3 separate regions of the Mus musculus genome follow, and all the other regions are linked to region 2. The links are chromatin contacts, called in public promoter capture Hi-C maps. All regions are on one chromosome and are shown on one strand. Each heading gives the region's core, a stretch centred on a gene start, on an enhancer-like site or on the middle of the called end of the contact. The rest is flanking DNA. Distances are from core to core; before and after follow the strand shown.

Region 1 (3,241 bases), core at 193-2,692, 790 kb after region 2:
GGTAGGTTCCCACTGGATATTGTGAGCATCTGCTTTGATAGTGTTTTGCTATTTACCTTTTGCTTGCTATTTATTATCTTTAATTTACTTTAAAATTTTATTCATCTTTTGTTTTTGTAAGGCAAGGGTTTTCTATGTAGCCCCGGCTGTCTTGGAACTTGCTCTGTAGACCAACCAAGCTGGCCTCAAACTCACAGAGATCTGCCTGCCTCTCTGCCTCCTGATTGCTGGGATCAAAGGTATGCACTATTATTTTAGTCAGGGTTTCTATTCCTGGACAAAACATCAAAACCAAGAAGCAAGTTGGGGAGGAAAGGGTTTATTCAGATTACACCTCCAAACCGCTGTTCATCACCAAAGGAAGTCAGGACTGGAACTCAAGCAGGTCAGGAAGCAGGAGCTGATGCAGAGGCCATGGAGGGATGTTCCTTAATGGCTGGCTTCCCCTGGCTTGTTCAGCCTGCTCTCTTATAGAACCCAAGGCTACCAGCCCAGGGATGGCACCACCACCCACAATGGGCCCTGCCCCCTTGATCACTAATTGAGAAAATGGATCTCATGGAGGCGTTTCCTCAAGAAAGGCTCCTTTCTCTGTGGTAGCTCCAGCCTATGTCAAGTTGACACAAACCCAGGCAGTACAGCCTCCATGCCTGACTTGTTATTTATTCTTTTTACTTTGGCTTGCTATATACTTAATAAATGCATATATTTTGAATGCATTTATTAGGGACACTATGACTAGTGCAGCATTCTCCAGACTGTCCTGTGAGAGTGGAGCAGTTAGACTTAGACGCCCTATCTGGAAAATGCTGCTTGGATGTGGGTTAAACGTGTTTAGAAAGAGCCTGGAAAATTGTGACTCCCCAGAGAAGTCACTTAAGTTAGGGAGTTTTTGCTCAGATCTCTCTCTAATTAGCATGGTGAATCTGTCTACAGCATCCCCAGGACCCCAACTCTCTCACTTGCTCTGTTTCTTGCAGGGAAGACCTCTCTGTGAACTGTTTATACAACTTCCATTTTTGATTATATTGAACTTAACCACGAGGTGGCCAGATCTAGTTGCAAGGACTCCTGGGAAATGTAGTTTTTATGTTGAGAAGGCTGGGTCTCCTCACCTGTGGTCAGATTGAGCTGGGCTACGGTGCAGTAATAAGAAGCCCCATTTTACTCACAGCGTGGCTCATTTAGGGTTTATATTTCTCACTCCTGTGATACTTCGGTCTCAGGTAGACAGCTATGAAAAGGGTCAGGAGAACTCAGCTTTAGGTGGGCTCATTCAGGAACCTGACTGACAGGGCTAGTCACTGTGACTGGAGTCTGGAGGGAAAGTGATGGCGCACCTGGACTACTGGGCACTGCTTGCACCCACATTTCATTAATCAGAGCTTTTTGCATTCTAATTAGGGGCTGTGGAAATGCAATTCCACCTAAGGCCAGAAGAGGGAGAAAGAGCACAGTGTGAACATCATCTAACCGAACTTGAAAACACACACAGACACAGACACAGACACAGACACAGATGCACGCACGCATGCACGCACGCACGCACGCACACGCACATGCAGACACACACTCAAATAAATTTTTTTTTTTAAATTATAAATTTGGCTGGCTGCTGGTAGCACACGCCTTTAACTCAGCAACCAAGAGGCAGAGGCAGGTGGATCTCTGTGAGTTTGAGGTCAGCCTGGTCTACAAAGCAAATTGCAGGACAGCCAGGGCTACACAGAGAGACTTTGTCTCAAAAGAAGAACTTTTAAAAAGACATAATTAAGCCCTGGTTTATTCACTCCTTCTGTCTCCTCTGGCCCTCAGGTCACATGGTTGATCTGGATGGCCAGCTTAGTCATGCACTGGTTGTATGAGATCAAAGCCTGGGGAAGTCCCTCCGAGGGGCTCATTTGCATATTGCCAATCAGCTGTGGTTGTAACGTCCCCTCCCTGGGATCCTTCAGCATCCCCATTTCCTGTTTGCTGGAACAACCTGCTATCAAAGAGTGGCTTAAAACAACTACAGTTTATCATCTTACAATCAAACGCCGTGAGTCCAAAGTGGCCGTCACTGATCCTTGGGCCCAGAGGCCACAGGGTGGGGCAGTTTCTTGAGCTTTCAAGCTTCCAGAGACTTCCTCCAGGCGTGTCACGTGTCACGTCTTCCCAGTGGCTGAGGACTAACTACTGTTTTGTCCCCCTGCGGTTGAGGATTAAACCCAGGCCTCTCTCCAGTTCCGCAAGCAGCCCATCTGCAGAGCCGCGCCCCCATGTTCTCAGTCCCTCACGGGTGGGCTCTGGGCAGGCGCTCTACAGCTGTGCTGTACAGTCCCAGTCCTCTGTGTGGCTGATTTTGAAGCAGGTCAGGGGTCGGGCAGTTAATTTGCCCAAGGCTGTTATCTTCCTGACAGGTGTTTGGCTCTATGAGCAGTGGCTCTCAACCTTTGTATTGCTGAGACCCTTAATACAGTTCCTCAAGTTGTCACCACAACCTCCGACCATAAAAATAATTTTGTTGCTACTTCACAACTGTAATTTTGCTACTGTTATGAGCCATAATCTACATATCTGGCATTTCTGATGGTCTTAGGCAAACCCTATGAAACAATTATTTGACTCTCTGAAGAGGTTTGACCCACAGGTTGAGAACCTCCGGTGGTTGTGCGGCCTTCCTGGTAGTGCTTTCTTCCCAAGGAAAGGGCTTCTGGGTAACTGGTTAAAGCTGGATGGAATTTTATGGTGGAGTACCAAGGCCTTCTTCCCATCACTCAAATACCTGGATGGGGCCGCTGGCCTTGGGTGGGGCAGGAGCCTGCTTTCTTAGAGGCAGGTGGCCCAAGAGGCACAGACTGAAGGTTGTTGGGACATTGGGGATCTGGGGTTGTCAGTCTCTCATCCCGAGAGGCACTGACTCCATGTCATGCTGAGTCTATGGCAGAGCCCATCTTGCCAGTTTCCCTGCAGCGTTGTCCTGTGGGTGTCCCATGTGTCCTTTCTATAGGTGTGAAGCCCTGAGGGGTGGGGTCTGGAAGTTGAGATTCTGTCTTCTGTGCAGGCTGGGCCGAGGGTCCATCAGGAAGTTGGCACCAGCTGGCAGTATGGGGCTGGGTCAGGGTTTAGTAGGTCCTAGGAAGAGGGCAACAGGAACTATGAGGGGCAGGAGAGGTGGCGGTGGAAGAGAGACAGCGGTGGTGGCCCAGAGTGGGGTTGGGGATATGACAGAGAATAGAACCAGGAGACTGAAAGAGGG
Region 2 (3,473 bases), core at 92-2,591:
CCACTGCCAAGTACAATGACCTGTTCTCTGAAACATCAGTGTTAACCATATCCCTGTCCCAGCATGTGACTGTTCACTCCTGGGAGAGACTTAGCCCACAGTACCCCTGGGTGAGAGGGCAGGGCAGGGGCCATCCCCACTCCTGCCCAAACTCCACCCCTTGCTATGGTCTGTGATTTTGAAAGTGTTAAATTATGGAAGCCCTGAGGGCCCTCCTTGTTCCCCTGGACCTCTTATTTATACTAAAGTCCTTGTTTGCACAGTGTTTCTGTTCCCTGGGGCAGGGTAGGGTGGGGGTTGCAGTACTTGGCCTCCAAGCTGTGCTCTGACCAAAGGAAGCCCAATCTTAGCTGTTTCCCCATCCCTAGCCCCGAGCAGAGAGCCCTCTGAAAGATGAGTCTCGACCCCCAAAGTCAAGAGGCTGAGATGGCCTTCCTACTAGGTCCTTGGAGATGTTTGAAACTTGTTTTAAACACCAGGACTATCCAAGCATGCTCTCCTTGGGGAGAGGAGGATGCTGGAATTGACTGCACTCCCTGCCTCCTCTGAACATGCCTTTGCAGTCTGCTGCCCCTGGCCCATTTATGACTGGCCATCTAGTGCCAGCTGGAGGTCATGATTTCCTCCCCAGAGAACTGGCCACCCTAGAAAGAAGCTAACTTGTCGCCTGGCTTGCTGTCCAGGCAGCTCCGCCCTCAACCCCTAAAATGTTTCTGTCTCTAATCCTAGCCCAGGCAGGAATGTGGCTGCCCCGGCCTGTGGCCAAGGAGCTATTTTGGGGTTCTCTTTTGCTTAAGGAGGGCCTGGATCCACCACTTGCCTCCCCCAGGCTGGGGCCAGCAGGTCACCCCTGGCCCTGGCGGCTGAGCAAACTCTCTCCTGATCTTCCTTCTACCTCCTGCCAAAAAATGGGGGGGCGGGTAATACAGCAGGCACAGGGGCTAAATTTAACTGTCCCAAAGTCGGAATCCATTGCTGAGTCACGAAGAAGCTGCCCCTGGCCTTTGCCCCCCCCACTACCCCCTCACCCCCTGTTGCCCAGGCATCAGCCCTTTCCCCCAACCCCTCCCAGCTCTGAGTCTATAGACTGGCTCTCCTGGGCACTGACACCTCCCACCTGTAACTCCCTGTGCTCTCTTTATGGGTGGGTAGAGTCAATGGGGGGGGGCAACCCTGGAGTATTACTCTGTCCCCTGACATTGGGCTCTGAAGAGTTTTGAGGGGCCCTGGAAGAAGGGAGTTGGGGTGTTGGCTCAGGAGGGGTTAAAAACTGGGAGGCGGGAGGGGGGCTGGGCCAAGGGGTGGAGAAAAGAGGAGGAGGCCTTAAGCATAGAACTGGCCAGAGAGACCCAAGGGATAGTCAGGGACGGGCAGACATGCAGCTAGGGTTCTGGGGCCTGGACAGGGGCAGCCAGGCCCTGTGACGGGAAGACCCCGAGCTCCGGCCCGGGGAGGGGCCATGGTGTTGCCTGCCCAACATGTCAGCCGAAGTGCGGCTGAGGCAGCTCCAGCAGCTGGTGCTGGACCCAGGCTTCCTGGGACTGGAGCCCCTGCTCGACCTTCTCCTGGGCGTCCACCAGGAGCTGGGTGCCTCTCACCTAGCCCAGGACAAGTATGTGGCCGACTTCTTGCAGTGGGGTGAGTATGGATAGGAAGCCTGGGGTTGGGTGCAAGGCAGAGGTGGGTCTACAGGGCAAGAATGGGCTATGGAGGGGCAGGAGGGCCTGGAAAGGGCTTTTTGTAAGGGAGCCAAGCAGAGCTCATGACCTGACCCCAAGCTCCCCTGGTGAGGCACCAGGGTCAGTGAGGCCACCTATGACTCAGCCAGTGCAGGCTGGGGTGGGCATAGCCTCCTGCTATCTCAGCACCCACACTAGGACCTGGCAGCTTTCTCTTTTAGGACCCTTGGCTCCTCAAACTGGCTTCATAGCCCTCCCCAGTTTCCCAGAGTGTGGGGAGGGACAGCGTGGGGCAGCTGCCAGGGTGTGGCCCATAGGCAGGTGTTTGGCGTCTGCCTCCCCAGCTGCCCTGACAGGTGTCCAGGAGCTATGAGGGCACTGTGACTCACAGAGGCCCTGGGGGAGAACCAGCCCGGCAGACAGGCGCCACCGAGCACCCTTTCTGTTCCCCAAATTAAGAGGAAGGAACAACTTCAGCTTCTGAGTGTGCCCATCCCTAGCACTCTGATCCCGCCCAGCCTTTGTGGGCCAGATTGGTCATCCCTCCTGGCTTCTCATCTGCTTTTGTGGTTCTAGCTCAAGACCTCTAATTCCTCTGCTGACTTAAATGCCCTTCCCCAGAGGTCTTCTCAGGCCTAGTGGACAAGCTTGGAGCCTTATCTGCTCCTGCCCAACATTGAGCCAAAGCTCCAGCTTACCCCAGCTTCCTTACAAGTAACGACCTGTTTTGTTGCTCTGTGCCTATTATTAAGGGTCCAGGTCTTGATTCTTGGCTGTCTGCCCATGTGTGTGACCCTAGTGCATTCTCCCCTCCTCCCCCGTTTCACAGATGGAAAGGTTGAGGCCATCGGTTAGACTGCTAAGCCTGTGAAAGACTTTTTCTCCTCTCCAGTCTTTAGTGTCTCCCTCAACCTTTCTTTTGAAGGATGGGGTTTGGGCTGGCAGGGTAAACTGAGAACTGGGGTGGGGGCAGGGGGTCTGACCCTCTGGGAAGGAGCAGTCCTTTTGTGGCCTGAGCAGCATCCTGTGGGCCCCTCCCCTGCCAGGCCTGGGCGGGGGAGGGGGCCTGGGTTCCCGCTGCCTTAAAAGGGCTCAACGCCTTGGCTCTCTCCTCCTCCCCACCCCCCAGCCTTGGCCCTAGCTGTATCTTCCCCGGCTGCCCACTTTCCCAAACCCCTTTCTTCTCTGTGACCCCATCTCCCCGCTTCCCCACACGTCCCTCCTCCATCCTTACTCCCCGGCCTTAGAACTTCCCTAAGGGAGATCTGACCTCCCTCTGCCCACCCCGCACCCCCAGTCGCCAGCCTCAGACCTAGCTGCTCTCCCCTCTGGCTGAACCACCCTAGCACAGGACCTTATACCCTGGAGCTTTGGTTATAAGAAGACTCTCCTTCACCCTTTGGAAACCAAGAAAGCCCTTCCAACAGTGTCCAGGATGCTGGAGGGCAGTGACCCTCCCCCACTTCTTCTTCGTGCTGGCTGTGCTGACACAGCTCCAGTTCGAGGTTGTGGCCCGAGACATTAAGTGAGAGCCCCGGGTGACCTGACTTAGCACCCTGATCATCACATGGGAGTGAAAGGCCTGATGCGCCAGCTTCTCCCACTGCCTCCCTTTCTGCCCTGCAACCCTGTGGAAACAGGCAGTTCTGGGTCCCACAAACATCACAGAGGTTTTGAAAGCAGAATCCTAAAGCCGATTTAAGGGGCAGAAGGAAGGAGGCTATAAAGTCACTACCCTTACCGCTAGTGTTCTGATGACCCTTGGTTCTTCTTCCCCCACCCCCGCCCAGTGGA
Region 3 (3,211 bases), core at 602-3,101, 710 kb after region 2:
CTGTTAAAAACACTGGCAACCTGTCTTCTGACTCTGACCAGTGTATGCACACTAACAGTGAAAGCTAATTCCAAGTGATAAAAAAGAAATCTAGCCGGGCGTGGTGCCGCGCGCCTTTAATCCCAGCACTCCGGAGGTAGAGGCAGGTGGATTTCTGAGTTCGAGGCCAGCCTGGTCTGCAAAGCGAGTTCCAGGACAGCCAGGGATATACAGAGAAACCCTGTCTCGAAAAAACAAAACAAAAACAAAACAAAAAACAACAACAACAAAAGAAATCTGTAACTGAGCAGTGGTGGTACGGCCTTTACTCTCAGAGGCAGAGGCAGGTGGATCTATGTGGGTTCTGGGCTAGCCTGGTCTACAGAGGGAATTCCAGGATAGCTAGAGCTACACAGAGAAATGGGATCCAAAAACAACCAACCAATCTACCAACCAAACAAGAGAACCAGTTTATTACTCTGGGCTGATTGTGGTGCCAGAGCCCTTTGACCCCAGTACTCAGGAGGCAGAGGGAGGTGGATCTCTGTGAGTTTGAGGCCAGCCTGGTCTACAGATCGAGTTTAAAGGCCAGCTGGAACTACATAAGAAAGAAAAAAAGAAAGGAAGAAAGAAAGGAAGAAAGAAAGAAAAAAGAGATATGTATTTTCATTATATATACACACACACATACATACATATATATACACATATATATGCACATGTGTGTCTCTATATATTATACTATATATATATATGTGATATATATATTTATTTATTCAGGCAAGTCACAACAAGGCTAGGGAGCCAGACCCAAATCACCAGTTTAGACCTTGCTCTGGGTTCCAGCTCCAGTTCTATGCAGTTGTCCCACAAGCCAGAGGGCAGGCACGTCTAAGATCCTTGGAACAGACATCTTTGCTGGAACCCAGACAGGTGGAAGTGGAGGTGGGAGTGGGGGCTGGCCTGTTTCTCAGGCTGGACAGGTGGGTCCAACTCATCCTGCCTCCCCAACAGGAAGTTTGCTCTTTTATTTTTTGTTGTTGTTCCGAGACAGGGTTTCTCTGTGTAGCCCTGGCTGTCCTGGAACTCTTTGTAGACCAGGCTGGCCTCGAACTCAGAAATTCGTCTGCCTCTGTCTCCCAGTGGGATTGAAGGCGTGCGCCACCACTGCCCAGCTGAAGTTTGCTCTTCTAGGAGAGACACACGCCTGCACCCCAGGTTCAAGCTGATCTACAAAAGGAAGAAAGGGGGCCTGGAGGCAAGGGTGCTTAAAGGGGGGAATAATGGGGAGGAAGGCTGGACCTGTACTCCTGGGTCTGATGGAATAAAGGGTCTTGACTTTTGGGTCTGATTGAGGAGAGTTGAAGCTTGTACTTCTGGGTCTGAAGGAGGAGGGTGGAACCTGGACCCCTGGGTCTGAGGGAACAGGCGGCTGGTGGCACACAATCCGGAAATCACTAGTTTGTGACTTGTCTCTGAGGTAGGTTAGCGCTCACCTGAATCTGGAGCCCTCCCGGAAAACATCCTGGTTCACGTCCTTTTTGCCTCGGGGTGGCAGGAGCTCCGCCACCTGCCTGCCTTTGACCTCCAGATTGGCCAGGTAGATGGCCAGAAAGTCATCGGCGCCACCGGGACCCTCGGGGTCTTCCCTGGCCTCGCGCCGGGCCTTTGCCACCTCTCCAAGTAGCTGCGCGGTGCGGGGCAGCAGGTCCCGCAGGGACGGGGGCCCCGTGACCATCCTGGGATCCCTGCATTGCTCTTCTAGGCGCTGGAGCAACTTCACCGCCCGGCTAAGCGCGCGTGGCTCGCCCCGCTGCCACCCTCGCGGGGCTGCCGCCGCAGCCATGGGTCCCTCGGGTGGCTTGGGACTGGGACGGAGGGGTGTGGCGGGGAAAGGCTCCAGGTAGGGGCGGGACCAAGAGGGAGCAGGGGGCAGGTCCTGGAGGACCAGGAGGGGACTGTAGGTAAAAGGGGCCGGCCTGGAGAGTCTGAGGGAGGACGGCTGAAGCTGGACGCCTGTAGAGTCTGAGGGAGGAGAGCTGGGACTAGACCCCTGGGTCTGAGAGAGGAGGGCTAGAGTCTGGATTTATTGGTGTTGAGAAAAGAGGTGGTTCCGCAAGTAGGGCTCTGGGACAAGGCACCCTTTCATGAATTGTGGCTGAAGCTGTCAGTCTTTCTTCATAGGGGAGTCAGAGAGCTGAGTCTTCTAAGAACAGAAAGTCAAGTAGTTACTCTATGTCCCCGAGGTAAGGTACTAGAACCACCGGAGTTCGGGCTCCCGTGGCAGGTAAGGGAAATTTAGTTACAGTTTAAGTACCCAGATTTTCAAAAGAGGTGAAAGGGGTGTGGCGGAAAGTGGCGTTCAGGAATGCACAGGGCTGCAGGAAGTGGCTGCCGGGCAGGTTTGCACCCCAACCTGCCAGACCTGTAGGTCCGCCCTGATTATGCTTCAGACAGCCACCAGAGGGCGCCGTGGACACGGTTCTCTCTGCCCCAGGGCACCCAGGGCATCCAGCAAGCCAGCCACCACCCCAGCTAGGCCCGGTACTGACTCCTCAGCCTGCCTGCTCTCTCACTCTCTCCTTCTCCCTTCCTCTCCCTTCCTCTCCCTCCCTGTTTGGCAAAAACTCCAGATCCAGGAGATCTGAAGCCTCTGTCCTCTGAAGACACCCTGGGTAAGCACACACACACACACACACACACACACACACACACACACACACACTTTGTTGTTCTAGCTTTGTTTTTTTAGACAGTATCTCACCATACAACCCTGGGCGTCCTGGAACTCTCTCTGTAGACCAGGCTGGCATCAAGCTCACAGAGATCTGTCTGCCTCTGCCTCCCAAATGCTTGGACTAAAGGCACGGGGCATGCCTGGTACAATATCTTTTATTATTAAAAAAAAAAAATCCCAGCACGATGGAGTCAGAGGGAGACTAATTTCTGATTTAGAGCCAGCCTGGTCTACACATTGAGAGTTCCAGGTAAGCCAGAGTTACACAGAGAAATCCTGTCTCCAAAACAAACAAACAAACAAACATAAAAAATTGAAGTTGAATGTGTTTTCAGATAATTTTAAACCTAATTATTCAGGAAGAAGAGAACAAAGATGTTGAATTATGGTCCAGCCTGGGCTACAAAGCAAGGTTCTGTTTCTAACAACCGAACGGGGTTGGGAATTTGGCTCATTGGGTGAAAGTGCTCCTCACCAATCCTGACAGCCTGAATT

The links. Promoter capture Hi-C pulls out the DNA fragments that hold promoters and counts their contacts.
Region 1: a promoter capture Hi-C map of pre-B cells shows a contact between it and region 2, with 5 times the contacts expected there. The contact joins the enhancer-like site here to the promoter of Dmpk in region 2. A contact is called at or near these places in 2 of 39 promoter capture datasets (liver and pre-B cells), 1 of 115 datasets of contacts at active chromatin or transcription factors (pancreatic cancer cells) and 2 of 9 other capture datasets (liver and macrophages).
Region 3: a promoter capture Hi-C map of hematopoietic stem and progenitor cells shows a contact between it and region 2. The contact joins the promoter of Cblc here to the promoter of Dmpk in region 2. A contact is called at or near these places in 5 of 39 promoter capture datasets (hematopoietic stem and progenitor cells, liver, pre-B cells and 1 more).

Annotation. Positions count from the first base shown.
Region 1 is chr7:19,875,064-19,878,304 of GRCm38.p6, forward strand. It overlaps Ceacam19 (carcinoembryonic antigen-related cell adhesion molecule 19), which reads right to left. Exons shown (of 7, transcript NM_177036.5): 7 at 679-3,117. The coding sequence ends at 3,064. Among named protein-coding and RNA genes, the nearest start is that of Ceacam19, 11 kb to the right of the region's middle. Within about 2 kb of position 1,443, at least 163 of the 459 cell types and tissues checked have an H3K27ac peak or open chromatin away from gene starts, as enhancers often do. A contact at or near this core is called in macrophages, pancreatic cancer cells and pre-B cells, where this site is marked.
Region 2 is chr7:19,082,517-19,085,989 of GRCm38.p6, forward strand. It overlaps Dmpk (dystrophia myotonica-protein kinase), which reads left to right and starts at 1,342. Exons shown (of 15, transcript NM_001379257.1): 1 at 1,342-1,638; 2 at 3,470-3,473. The coding sequence starts at 1,479. It overlaps Dmwd (dystrophia myotonica-containing WD repeat motif), which reads left to right. Exons shown (of 5, transcript NM_010058.2): 5 at 1-259.
Region 3 is chr7:19,794,958-19,798,168 of GRCm38.p6, forward strand. Cblc (Casitas B-lineage lymphoma c) reads right to left here and starts at 1,852. Exons shown (of 12, transcript NM_023224.5): 1 at 1,476-1,852. The coding sequence starts at 1,825.